Regions from separate parts of the Sus scrofa genome. Here all the other regions are linked to region 1. A link is a contact called in public Hi-C and HiChIP or PLAC-seq data. All regions are on one chromosome and are shown on one strand. The core of a region is the stretch at or near the end of the contact, and the rest is flanking DNA. Distances in the headings are between cores, read along the strand shown. Region 1 holds the start of ZCCHC2 (zinc finger CCHC domain-containing protein 2). Region 2 holds the start of KDSR (3-ketodihydrosphingosine reductase). Region 3 holds the start of BCL2 (apoptosis regulator Bcl-2).

Evidence for each region. Hi-C and Micro-C count contacts between places; a contact is called where the count stands out from the background. HiChIP or PLAC-seq counts read pairs in DNA pulled down with a chosen protein or histone mark.
Region 2: an H3K27ac HiChIP or PLAC-seq map of skeletal muscle shows a contact between it and region 1, with 3 times the contacts expected there. The contact joins the promoter of KDSR here to the promoter of ZCCHC2 in region 1. A contact is called at or near these places in 1 of 5 promoter capture datasets (fetal liver), 1 of 47 Hi-C or Micro-C datasets (heart right ventricle) and 1 of 2 datasets of contacts at active chromatin or transcription factors (skeletal muscle).
Region 3: a contact with region 1 is called in a Hi-C map of liver, with 6 times the contacts expected there. The contact joins the promoter of BCL2 here to the promoter of ZCCHC2 in region 1. A contact is called at or near these places in 2 of 47 Hi-C or Micro-C datasets (fibroblasts and liver) and 1 of 2 datasets of contacts at active chromatin or transcription factors (skeletal muscle).

The regions. Positions count from the first base shown.
Region 1 is chr1:159,020,580-159,024,057 of Sscrofa11.1, reverse strand. ZCCHC2 (zinc finger CCHC domain-containing protein 2) reads left to right here and starts at 1,915. Exons shown (of 14, transcript XM_021099630.1): 1 at 1,915-2,927. The coding sequence starts at 1,986.
Region 2 is chr1:158,286,953-158,290,430 of Sscrofa11.1, reverse strand. KDSR (3-ketodihydrosphingosine reductase) reads right to left here and starts at 1,887. Exons shown (of 10, transcript XM_001925913.6): 1 at 1,547-1,887. The coding sequence starts at 1,654.
Region 3 is chr1:158,335,872-158,339,349 of Sscrofa11.1, reverse strand. It overlaps BCL2 (apoptosis regulator Bcl-2), which reads right to left and starts at 1,947. Exons shown (of 2, transcript XM_021099593.1): 1 at 24-1,947. The coding sequence starts at 605.

The DNA of each region.
Region 1 (3,478 bases), core at 666-3,165:
ACAAAAGTAATCATCCCTCATTACAAATATGAATTCTGACCTAAAAATGTATGGATCAAGTATTGTGGAGAGTTAATTCCAAATGGCTTCTTGTTGTCAAGAAAAACGTAAAGACTGCCTAAACCACACATAAAAATCACCTCAAAGGAACACAAGATATCCAGATCTAGACAACTCACTATGAACCTGTGAAAATCTAGCAAGATTAATATTATTATTGATTGCCTAAAGTATTTCACCCTACGCTTCAGAGATGTGGGAATAGATGAGATAGGGTATGATTCCAGGGCAATTGAGGTTTGTAATAATAAAAAGGACTGTAATAATAAAAGTCCTTAGAAAGTCTTCTCCTCATTGTAATATTTCTACATTACACCCAAAGAACACAAGAAAATAGCAAATTACAAGATAGAATGGCTTTCATATATTTTACTAATCTAAAGTGTATTGAAAACAATTGTCTCCGTTTTATTGCAGGGTTCAATTGAGACTTTAGGCTTCAATTCAGCCTTTTAGTATAAAATTAGCTTCTTAGGGCAGAAAACTGTGAGGTGAAGAGGGCTCAGCTTATGGTCTCCCAACAGATGTTCAAAATTTTTCAGAAAGATTTTTTTTTTTGTTTTTTAACATATTCCTACGATATAGCTGTAGCAGGGCTTCGCACCGGCACCAAATTCAAAATGTTAGCGTTAGGCATAGAAATGTTACGTAGCAAATAAAATAATTTCCAAAAGATGGTGGCTTTGGGGGGGCTTTTGCTAACAACTGTCGTGGAAATTTCCAAAGAGCGTTAAAGACCAGAAGCAACCGTTAAGCCAGGGGCGTCCTTACCACTGCGTCTCCCCTCGGCCCAGAGCCCGTGGATCTCCCTCAGGTCGGGTTGGGTCGCCTCTGCGCCCGGAAGATTGCATGGTGCAGCCTGCACTTCGCCTGGGCACCCTCCTGCTTTCGAGGCGTCCGGGCCCCTCAACCACAGCCACAAGCCAGCCTCCCGACCCAGCTCCCCGATCCTCAACCCAGAGAGTCAACCCAGAGATCCCGGTAAAGTTGTGGTGGGAATATCCCATTGCTGACTTCCAGACAGTCGGCAGGGCGGTGCACCGAAGGAGCTCAGGTTAGCGCGCTCCCCCCAGGGGAAGCTTCGCTCCCGGGACGCGTACCATGCGGCCGCGAAGGGAACCCAGCGGCGCTGTGGGGCGGTGGCCCACGCGAAGAGGAAGGCAGAACAGGACAGTCAGTAGTCAAAAGCTGTGTTCAGGCCCTTGGAAAAGGGGCAGTTCCCCACTTCCCTCCGCACACGCGGGTCTCAGCAGCGCCTTGCCGCGCTCTAGCACACCTAGCCATCTCCTACAGTCCTACCGCGTCCTTCCCCACCCCAGCCCGCGGTCAGCCACCACACATTAGGACCGCGCGGAAACCGCCGAAAGGGAAGGCGGCTGGAGGGCAGTTGGGCGTGGCTTATCGAAGAGAGGCGTGCCCGAGGGGGTGGGGACACTACGCAACCATCGGTTCTGGCTGTTGATTGGCTGAAGTGACTGAGAGGAGCCCGCAAGCGTCTCCGCCCCGCCCGGGCTGCTCCTCCTCTTCTCCAGCGGCTTGGTCCGCACAGGCTCGCGAGGGAACCGCTCAGGCGCCGCCGCCCCAGCCCAGTGCGGACGACGGAAGAGAGGGAGGCGGAAGGAGGACACGCTCGCTCGCTTGCTCCCACCCGCACCCGGGCTCCTAGAGCCGGCGCGGAGCCCAGAGGGAGGAGCCGCGGCGGGCACGCCCCGCCTCCGGCCCGGGAAGACGACGCCAGCGACCTCGCCGGCCGGCCACCGCCCCCCTTGCCGGCCGAGACCCGCCCCCGGCCCCGGCCCCGGCCCTCCCCCGGCGGCATGGAGGGGCCCAGCTCCTGACTGCCGCGCCGCCGCCTCGGCCCCCGTCCCTCCTCCCGGCCCCTCCCTCCCGCCCCCGCTCGCATGTCCGCGCCGCCTTAGCCGAGGATGCTGAGGATGAAGCTGCCGCTGAAGCCGACGCACCCCGCGGAGCCGCCACCCGAGGCGGAGGAGCCCGAGGCGGACGCGCGGTTGTCCGCGAAGGCGCCACCGCGCCGCCGCCGAGACTGCCGCCCCCCGCCGCCGCCGCCGCCGCCGCCGCCCTCGGGCCAGCTGCGGGGCCCCCAGCCGCCGCCGCCGCCTGGGGGGCTCGGGCCGCCTGTTGCTGGGGGAGCGGCGGCGGGGGCGGGCATGCCGGGCGGCGGCGGCGGCCCCACGGCGGCGCTGCGGGAGCAGGAGCGGGTGTACGAGTGGTTCGGGCTGGTGCTGGGCTCCGCGCAGCGCCTGGAGTTCATGTGCGGACTACTGGACCTGTGTAACCCGTTGGAACTGCGCTTTCTCGGCTCGTGCTTGGAGGACCTGGCGCGCAAGGACTACCACTACCTGCGCGACTCGGAGGCCAAGGCCAACGGCCTCTCGGACCCCGGGCCGCTGGCCGACTTCCGAGAGCCGGCCGTGCGCTCGCGCCTCATCGTCTACTTGGCGCTGCTGGGCTCAGAGAACCGTGAGGCCGCCGGCCGCCTGCACCGTCTCCTGCCCCAGGTGGACTCTGTGCTCAAAAGCCTGCGCGCGGCCCGGGGCGAGGGCTCGCGAGGTGGCGCGGAGGACAAGCCCGGCGAGGACTGCAACGGCGAGGAGGACGCGGAGAAGGACGGCTCCGGCCCGGAAGGCAGCGGCGCCGAGCCCCGGCGCGGCAGCGGGCTGGGCTTCAGGGCCCAGGAGGAACTGCTGCTGCTCTTCACCATGGCCTCCCTGCACCCGGCGTTCTCCTTCCACCAGCGGGTCACCCTGAGGGAGCACCTGGAGAGGCTCCGCGCCGCGCTCCGCGGGGGCCCCGAGGACGGGGGAGTGGAGGCGGAGTCGTGTAACTTTGCCGGCCCCCGGGCCCAGGTAAGGCGTGCCAGCCCTCTGCGCCCGCAGTGTGGTCACCGCCTCGGCGACCTGCCCTGCCCGGCTTTCGGACTCCCGGTGGCCGAGCCTCACCCCACGCAGGTGGCTCGGAATCCCCTTGCCACGGCTCCCCGCCCAGTTGTACTAGCCTTCGTTAGTCTGGACCGCTCATTTCCACTGCTCCCCCCACCCCCGCTGCACACAGAGGCACCCGCCATAACAGAATGCTCTAGAAGTCTCTTCCGTGCCGGAGTTACCACGGAAAACATAGAGCACTCAGCCCGATCCCGCTCTCAGATGAAGAGTCTTGGGACTTTTTGACTTTGAGCATCTCTAGGTGCTGGGAAAGGCGAAGCGCTAGTGGAGCCCGTGTGTCGGCCGCAGTCTCGCCTCGGGCTGAGCCTTCCCTTTCTTGCCGCCTGGCGCTCAGGTCACACGTTTTAAAGCTTTGCCTTACCCCTCGGTGAGGTGTCCTAAAGGTGCTCTCCCGGCGAGTTGCCCTATTATTGACACAAATGGGCCTTTTAGCTCAGTGTGTACCTGATTTAAAA
Region 2 (3,478 bases), core at 638-3,137, 730 kb after region 1:
ATGACATTAAAAAAGATGGTGCCATCATGTGAACTATTCATGTCATCCTCATTTATATTGGCATATTAAAACGGGATGGTGAAAATAAGAAATTCTCCTGGATATATCCCAAGAGACATGTTTATTATCTTACCTATCATGCTTCTGCATGATCAGGTGGGGAGGACCATAGTCAACATGAAGTGAAAGTCCCTTACAAACACTGAATGAAAATTTTCATTACTGCTTCGACTTGACCATTTCCAAGTGATGCTCTACAAACATAACTTTGGAAAGAATCCAACTTTGAAAGCCATGCTTTTGAGGCAGAAGTTCTCTTGCAGATGTAACACTTTCAGAAGGTAGCATGATTGTAAAAATGTGTTCCTCTCTGCATCTCTAATGAATTTACACCCACTGCCTCATCTTCCACATCAGCAATGGCAGGAGTTGGAAATACACTAATAGTTTTACAAGAGAGAAGTTAAAGAAAATACATGCTGCCATTCACAAAATCTTGGCCTGATTCAGACCACACTAAAAGCAGTGACCAACCCACCCCGTCACATCTCACTGAGTGGGGAGGCTCAGATCTCAGTGAGACACCAGAAGGATTTGCGCTACCAGCTTAGTAGCTAACTTTCCTTATTCATAACCTCCCGCTTCACTGTGCCTCGGGCTTGTGAAAAACAAATGAGAAAACGGACAATAAACCCACTACTAATGGTGACATGCTGGGCTCAGGTAAGAAGGATTCTTCCTGTTGAAGGGACCCCAGCGGCAGAAAAGGAATCTTTGAAGACACGAGCGTCCGTTAAGCAACAAACCAAACCTACCCACATCCCCTTCATTTCTAAAGCATCAGTCAAGTACTTCAGTTCATCCCACTGACTCTGAAACGACGGCCGGGCTGAGCTCAAAAGAGACAAGCAGTGTAGAAGGGACAGAAAGCGTCCAACACAGGTAGCCAACACTGCCAGCCCACCGGGTTTGGAACAATTTCCCCCCTAAGTGAGTCATTTCCTGGATTCCTTTGGCAACTGTCACTCGCGCAGGCCATCTTCCAGGTGCGAGCTGCCTCGGTGAGTCCTGGATGATGGGGCCCCCTTCCCTGCCGCCCGCCTCCTCGCAACCCGGCCCAGACAGCGCGCCTCGCCCGAAGCCGCCACCGACTGCGGTGTCCTTGGCAAAGTTTCTCAACCTCTCTGTTCTTCAGTTGACTCATCGGGAAACCCGAGGACAAAAATATCCAGATCCCAGGGATGCTCCGGGGATTAACGAGCGTCTCCCGAGCCCCTGAAGCGCCGGGACCCGGCTCGCCGGCTCTATCCCTGCTAACCTGCTCTCCCGCCCCGGGAGGAGCCAGATGCGACGGAGGGCGGGTCCCCAAGGCCCTCCGAGGGGGCAGTGCTGGGGCAGACGGAGGCAGGTGTCCCTCCATTTGGAGAAAGGGACGTCGCCTTCTCCCCACCCCCACCCCCCGCCCCCGGCCTGAATCACGGTCCGGCGCGTTCCGGGTGGCCGAGCGGGCCGGGAGGCGGCGGCGCAGCAACAGGAGGCCACTCACCACCACATGAGCTCCGGGCAGGGCGAGGGGCTTGGGGCTGATGAGCGGAGACACCATGTAGAGCAGCAGCACGAACGCCACGAGGAAGGCGGCAGCCAGCAGCAGCATCGCTCTGCCGGGGCCCGGACCGGGGCCGGGGCCGGGGCCAGGGCCGGGGCCGGGGGCGGGCGGCACTAGCAAGAGCGCGGGGCTCGGCCGCGCCGGCGATCACGCGCGGCGGCGCGCAGCCGGAGCCGGTGTTTGGGTCCGCGGCGTGGGGCGGGGCGGCGGCCGGAGGGGAAGAGGCGGAGCTAGCGGAGGGCGCCACCGCGCGGGGCGGTGCTTCCACTCGCAAAGAGGCTGTGGCTGCTGTCCTATCGCGCCGAGGGTGTGGGGGCCCCGAGCCTCCTCGGTGTCTGTACAGGCACCCGCACCCTCCCCGGGGTAGATGGGCCTACCCCCAGCGCGCTCTGGACAGGCCCTGGGTGGCGCACCTGGGGCGCCTATTGGTGACGCTCTCGTATGGTAGCGAGGTTGCTCCTTAGGACCGTGGAGAGCCAGCGCCAGACCTTCCCAAACCCGGCGACGAGTTCGGGCCGCTTGGCTCCTGGGCTTCCGCCGCCGCTCTGGGAGCCGCCCTCCCCGGGCCGGAGGGAGTGTCTCAGAGTTTCCTAAACACCGGCCGTGGGATCCCCAAATCTCGTTGCCTCAAGGGCGGCCCGGGATCAAGCTCTGAAACCTCCGGCTCCATTTCATATTTTCTTGGCGCATTTAGAAAATGGTCACAGCAGAGGACCAAGAAAGCATTAAAAATCGCTTAGAGGATTCAGTTTCGTTGTGCTCAGAGTTCATCTTCTTTACCAAGACAAGGTTAAAAAAAAAAAAAAAAAGCTTTATTGAGATCTAATTTGCATACCATACAATTCACCTTTTTGAAGTGCATAGTAAATGGGTTTTGGTATCGTCAGAGTTGTGCAACTGTCCCCACCATCAATTTTAGAACATTAAGTTACCCCCTCCCCACAAATTCTGTACCCTTTAACAGTTTCCCGCATTTCCTTCTAACCCACACCGAGCCCTAGGTAATCACTAATACTTCTCTCTCTATAGATTTGCCTCTTCTGAATATTTCTTATAAGTGCAAATATAGCATGTGTAGACTTTTGTGTCTGGCTGTTTTCACTTAGCATAATATTTTGAAGGTTCATTCATGCGGTACAATGTATCAGTACTTCATGTTTTTTATGACTAAATTACATTCCATGTGTGGACATAACACATTTCATTTATCCTAAATGATGGACATTTAAGTTGTTTCCACTTTTTGGCTATTATGAATAATGCTGCTGTGAACAGTCATGTACAAGTTTTTCATTTCTCTTGGGGGTGGAATTGCTGGATCTTCTAGTAACTGTTTAATCAGAACTGTCAGACTGTTTTTTCAAAGCCACTACACGATTTTACAATTTCCACCAATGATGTATAAGGTTTCCAGTGTCTCCAAGTCTTCACCAATACTTGTTATCATGTGTCTTTTTAAATTATAGCCTCCCCCCAAGAGGGTGTGAAGTGACATTTCACTATTGTTTTGATTTGTGTAGGCTTTTGCTTGCTTGCTTTGTTTTTGCTTTTTTTTAATTTTTAATTTTTAATTTATTTTTATTTTTTTGTCTTTTGTCTTTTTAGGGCCGCACCTGTGGCATGTGGAGGTTCCCAGGCTAGGAGTTGAATCAGAGCTGTAGCTGCCAGCCTACACCACAGCCACAGCAAAGTGGAGTCTGAACCGCATCGGTGACCTACACCACAGCTCACAGCAACACCTGATCCTTAACCCACTGAGCGAGGCCAGGGATCGAACCCGAAACCTCATGGTTCCTAGTCGGATTCGAAACCACTGAGCCATGGCAGAAACTCCTGTTTTTGCTTTTTGAAGTTATTTTTAGAAATACTAAG
Region 3 (3,478 bases), core at 698-3,197, 680 kb after region 1:
CATTCAACCACACATGCACCTACCCAGCCTCCGTTATCCTGGATCCAGGTGTGCAGGTGCCGGTTCAGGTACTCAGTCATCCACAGGGCGATGTTGTCCACCAGGGGCGACATCTCCCGGTTGACGCTCTCCACACACATGACCCCACCGAACTCAAAGAAGGCCACAATCCTCCCCCAGTTCACCCCATCCCTGAAGAGCTCCTCCACCACCGTGGCAAAGCGTCCCCTCGCGGTGAAGGGAGTCAGGTGCAGCTGGCTGGACATCTCGGCAAAGTCGCGGCGGTAGCGACGAGAGAAGTCATCGCCGGCCTGGCGCAGGGTCAGGTGGACCACAGGTGGCACCGGGCTGAGTACAGGCCCCGCGGCGGCGGCGGCGGCGGCGGTGGCGGCGGGGGCGGTCGGGGTCGGCGGCGGCGAGGTCCTGGCGGGAGCGGGGGTTCGCCCGGGCTGGGAGGAGAAGATGCCCGGTGCGGGAGCGGCCCCCGGGGACGCGGCGCCCGCGTCTCCGGCATCCCACTCGTAGCCCCTCTGCGACAGCTTATAGTGGATGTACTTCATCACTATTTCCCGGTTATCATACCCTGTTCTCCCAGCGTGCGCCATCCTTTCCCAGAGGAAAAGCAGCCGGGTACCAACAGCACCTCTCGCCCCCGCTTCCCACCCCACGGCCCCGAAAGAGAGAATAGTTATAATCCAGCTATTTTATTGGATGTGCTTTGCATTCTTGGTTGAGGGGGTGTCTTCAGTCACGCGGAACACTTGATTCTGGTGTTTCCCTCTTGGCATGAGATGCAGGAAATTTTTATTTAAATTCCTTTCGGATCTTTAGTTCATGAGGCACATTATTAATTATTGTTAATATCAGTCTACTTCCCCCGTGATGCTGAAAGGTTAAAAAAACTAATCAGTCAAAATCAGGTGCATTTCCCTTTATACACTGGGTGAAAGCAGGGCTTAACACACTACAAGTTACACAGCTGAAAAGAATGTATTAAACTGCCTGGAAATTAAACTTACTCGAATGCACTTAAAAGTTAAAATCTCAAATGTTTCCATTGAAAGTTACATTAAGCCAATTTTCTGTGCAAAGAACTTACTTGTATTTTTTAAGGACAGCATGATCCTCTGTCAAGTTTCCTTTTTGTGAAAACAAAACAAATGCATAAGGCAAAGATTCCATCAATCTTCAGAACTCTCCAGTTATAGCTGCTTTGAAACTTCCAAATGAATCAGGAGCTGGGGGAGGAGGTGTAAAAATTAGGAGAATTTCCAGTTTGATTCCCAGACTTCTCCTTTACAGAAATGTCAATCCGTAGGAATCCCAACCAGAGATCTCAAGAGCACGAGAAAAGAAAGGCAGCGGCGGCGGCAGATGAATTACAATTTTCAGTCCGGGATTTGCAGAAGTCCTGTGATTTTTCCCCTCTCGGCAATTTACACACGCACACACACGCGCGGGCACGGACATGGATTTCTATCCGCGGGGCCGCTTCACGCCTCCACGGGAGAGAGACAGGGACCGGGGGCCGGTGGACGAGCCGGGGACGGGGACAGGAATCCTCTTCTGATTAAACTCCGAACGGCAAATGCATTTTCCGAAAAGCTGCTTGATAAATGAAGGCTGGACGCACCCGGCCCGCCGGTGCCGAGCGCGAGAAGCCCGCGCTGTGTGTGGTGCGGCGAGGGGTGGGGAGAAGGAGGTGGTGGGGGAGGGTTTTATTTTTTCCCTCTTTTCCTAAAAAGGATGACTGCTACGAAGTTCTCCCCCCTGGACCCCCTCTTCCGCTGCACCCCACCGGCGCACCCCGCCTCCGGGCTGCGCACCCTTTCTCCTCCTCCTGCTCCTGCGCGGCAGAGCTGGCTGCGCCCGCCTCCCCCGCGCTCCCGCTCAGGGCGATGACGGCCGCGCCGGCGGGGAGGGCTCGGCTCCCGGCACCTTCGCTGGCAGCGGCGGCGGCGGCGGCGGCGGCGGCAGCGGCGGCGGCTCGGCGGGGAAACCGAGCTTGGCGGGCGGGAGCCCGGCGGGCGGGGGCCAGCGCAGGGAGGAAGGGGGCGGGCGCGGGGCCGGGGGGGCTGGCCTCTTACTTCATTCTCCTCTAACCGACTGGTTTCCTGTATGTACGTCACACTGTTCATTCAAAAAAAGAAGAAAGAAAGAGCCCTCCTCGGAGCCGCCCCACCGCCCCCTCCGCCCCCTCCGCCCCGCTCCCCTTCCCTGGGTTAAAGGAGCCGCGGCCGGCTCTGGAGCGGCGCGCCCCGCGGGGACACATGGCGCGCAGGGCCGCGGCCGGGGAGGGCGAGCCCGGGACAGCCCCCGCCCGCCCGCTCGCTCAGCCTGCCCGCTGGGCCCAGCCGGTGGGTGGCGCGGGCGGCGCAGGCCTCCCGCGCGGCCGCGGCGCGGTGGGTGTGCGCGGGGCCTCTTCGGGCCTTCGGAGGGCCCGGCGAGCGGCCAGGGCCGCCGGGGGAACCGCACGCGGCCGGATGGGTGGCTGCTAGGGGACGGGGGTGGGCGCCAAGAAAACAAGCGCCAGTAATCACTTCGGCCCTAACCGCGCGCGCGCTCCCGTGTGTGTGTGTGTGTGTGTGTGTGTGTGTGTGTGTACACACAAGCCCTTGTGTGTGTGTACACACAGCAGCCCCTGTGTGTGTACACACCAGCGCTTGGCAGATGCTGACCGAAGCAAAGAGACCTCAGCGCTGCCCTCCGAACGGAGGCGACGCTGCTGCACATTCATCAGCGAGGGAAGCCCCAAGCGTGTGTTTACTTTCAAGTTGCTTCCTAGGTGTCCACGCAGAGAATACACTTCGGTGACACCATCCATGACCAAAGCCAGACATAGCTCTCAGTGGCCCGGCAGAGGGATTAGTGGGGTATATACCAAGGGCTTTCAAGTGGTTAAGTCAATGTTTTTCCTCTACTAACAGTCTGGGCACTGGGTTAGGGGCTGCCCGCCACGCTACCGTGGGAGGCTACAGGGCTACCTTAAGGCCCCAAGCCCCCAAACCAGGGTAAGTGGGTCCACGGCCACCTAGCAGCCAATCTAGATAGCTGCACCTTCTCGAGTTATTTATACACAAACACAGACTCGCACACGCACTATATACACATTTTTTTTTATTCACAAGCATGAACAGCCCCCAGGAGAAAGGCACAAAGAGCAAACAAGTGGCATGTGTTTATTTTTATCTCTAAGAGTCTTTGACAAATAAAGCACCAAGAAAAATTTACAAATAGCAGGGTAGCTTACCTAATAGAACTCAAGAACAAACATATAGGGATACTGGATTGTTGTGATCATAGAAACATGACACGTGAGTACTGCCACAAGTACAAATATGTTCTCACACTACCTTTATTTTGTCTCATTCCTAATCTAAAATCAAAGCATTCATTCTTTGGCAAAATAAGCACAGCAAATTATTTTCCTTTCTTCACCCATCAAAGCCAATCAGCTAACAATGCCAAGCCTCTTGCA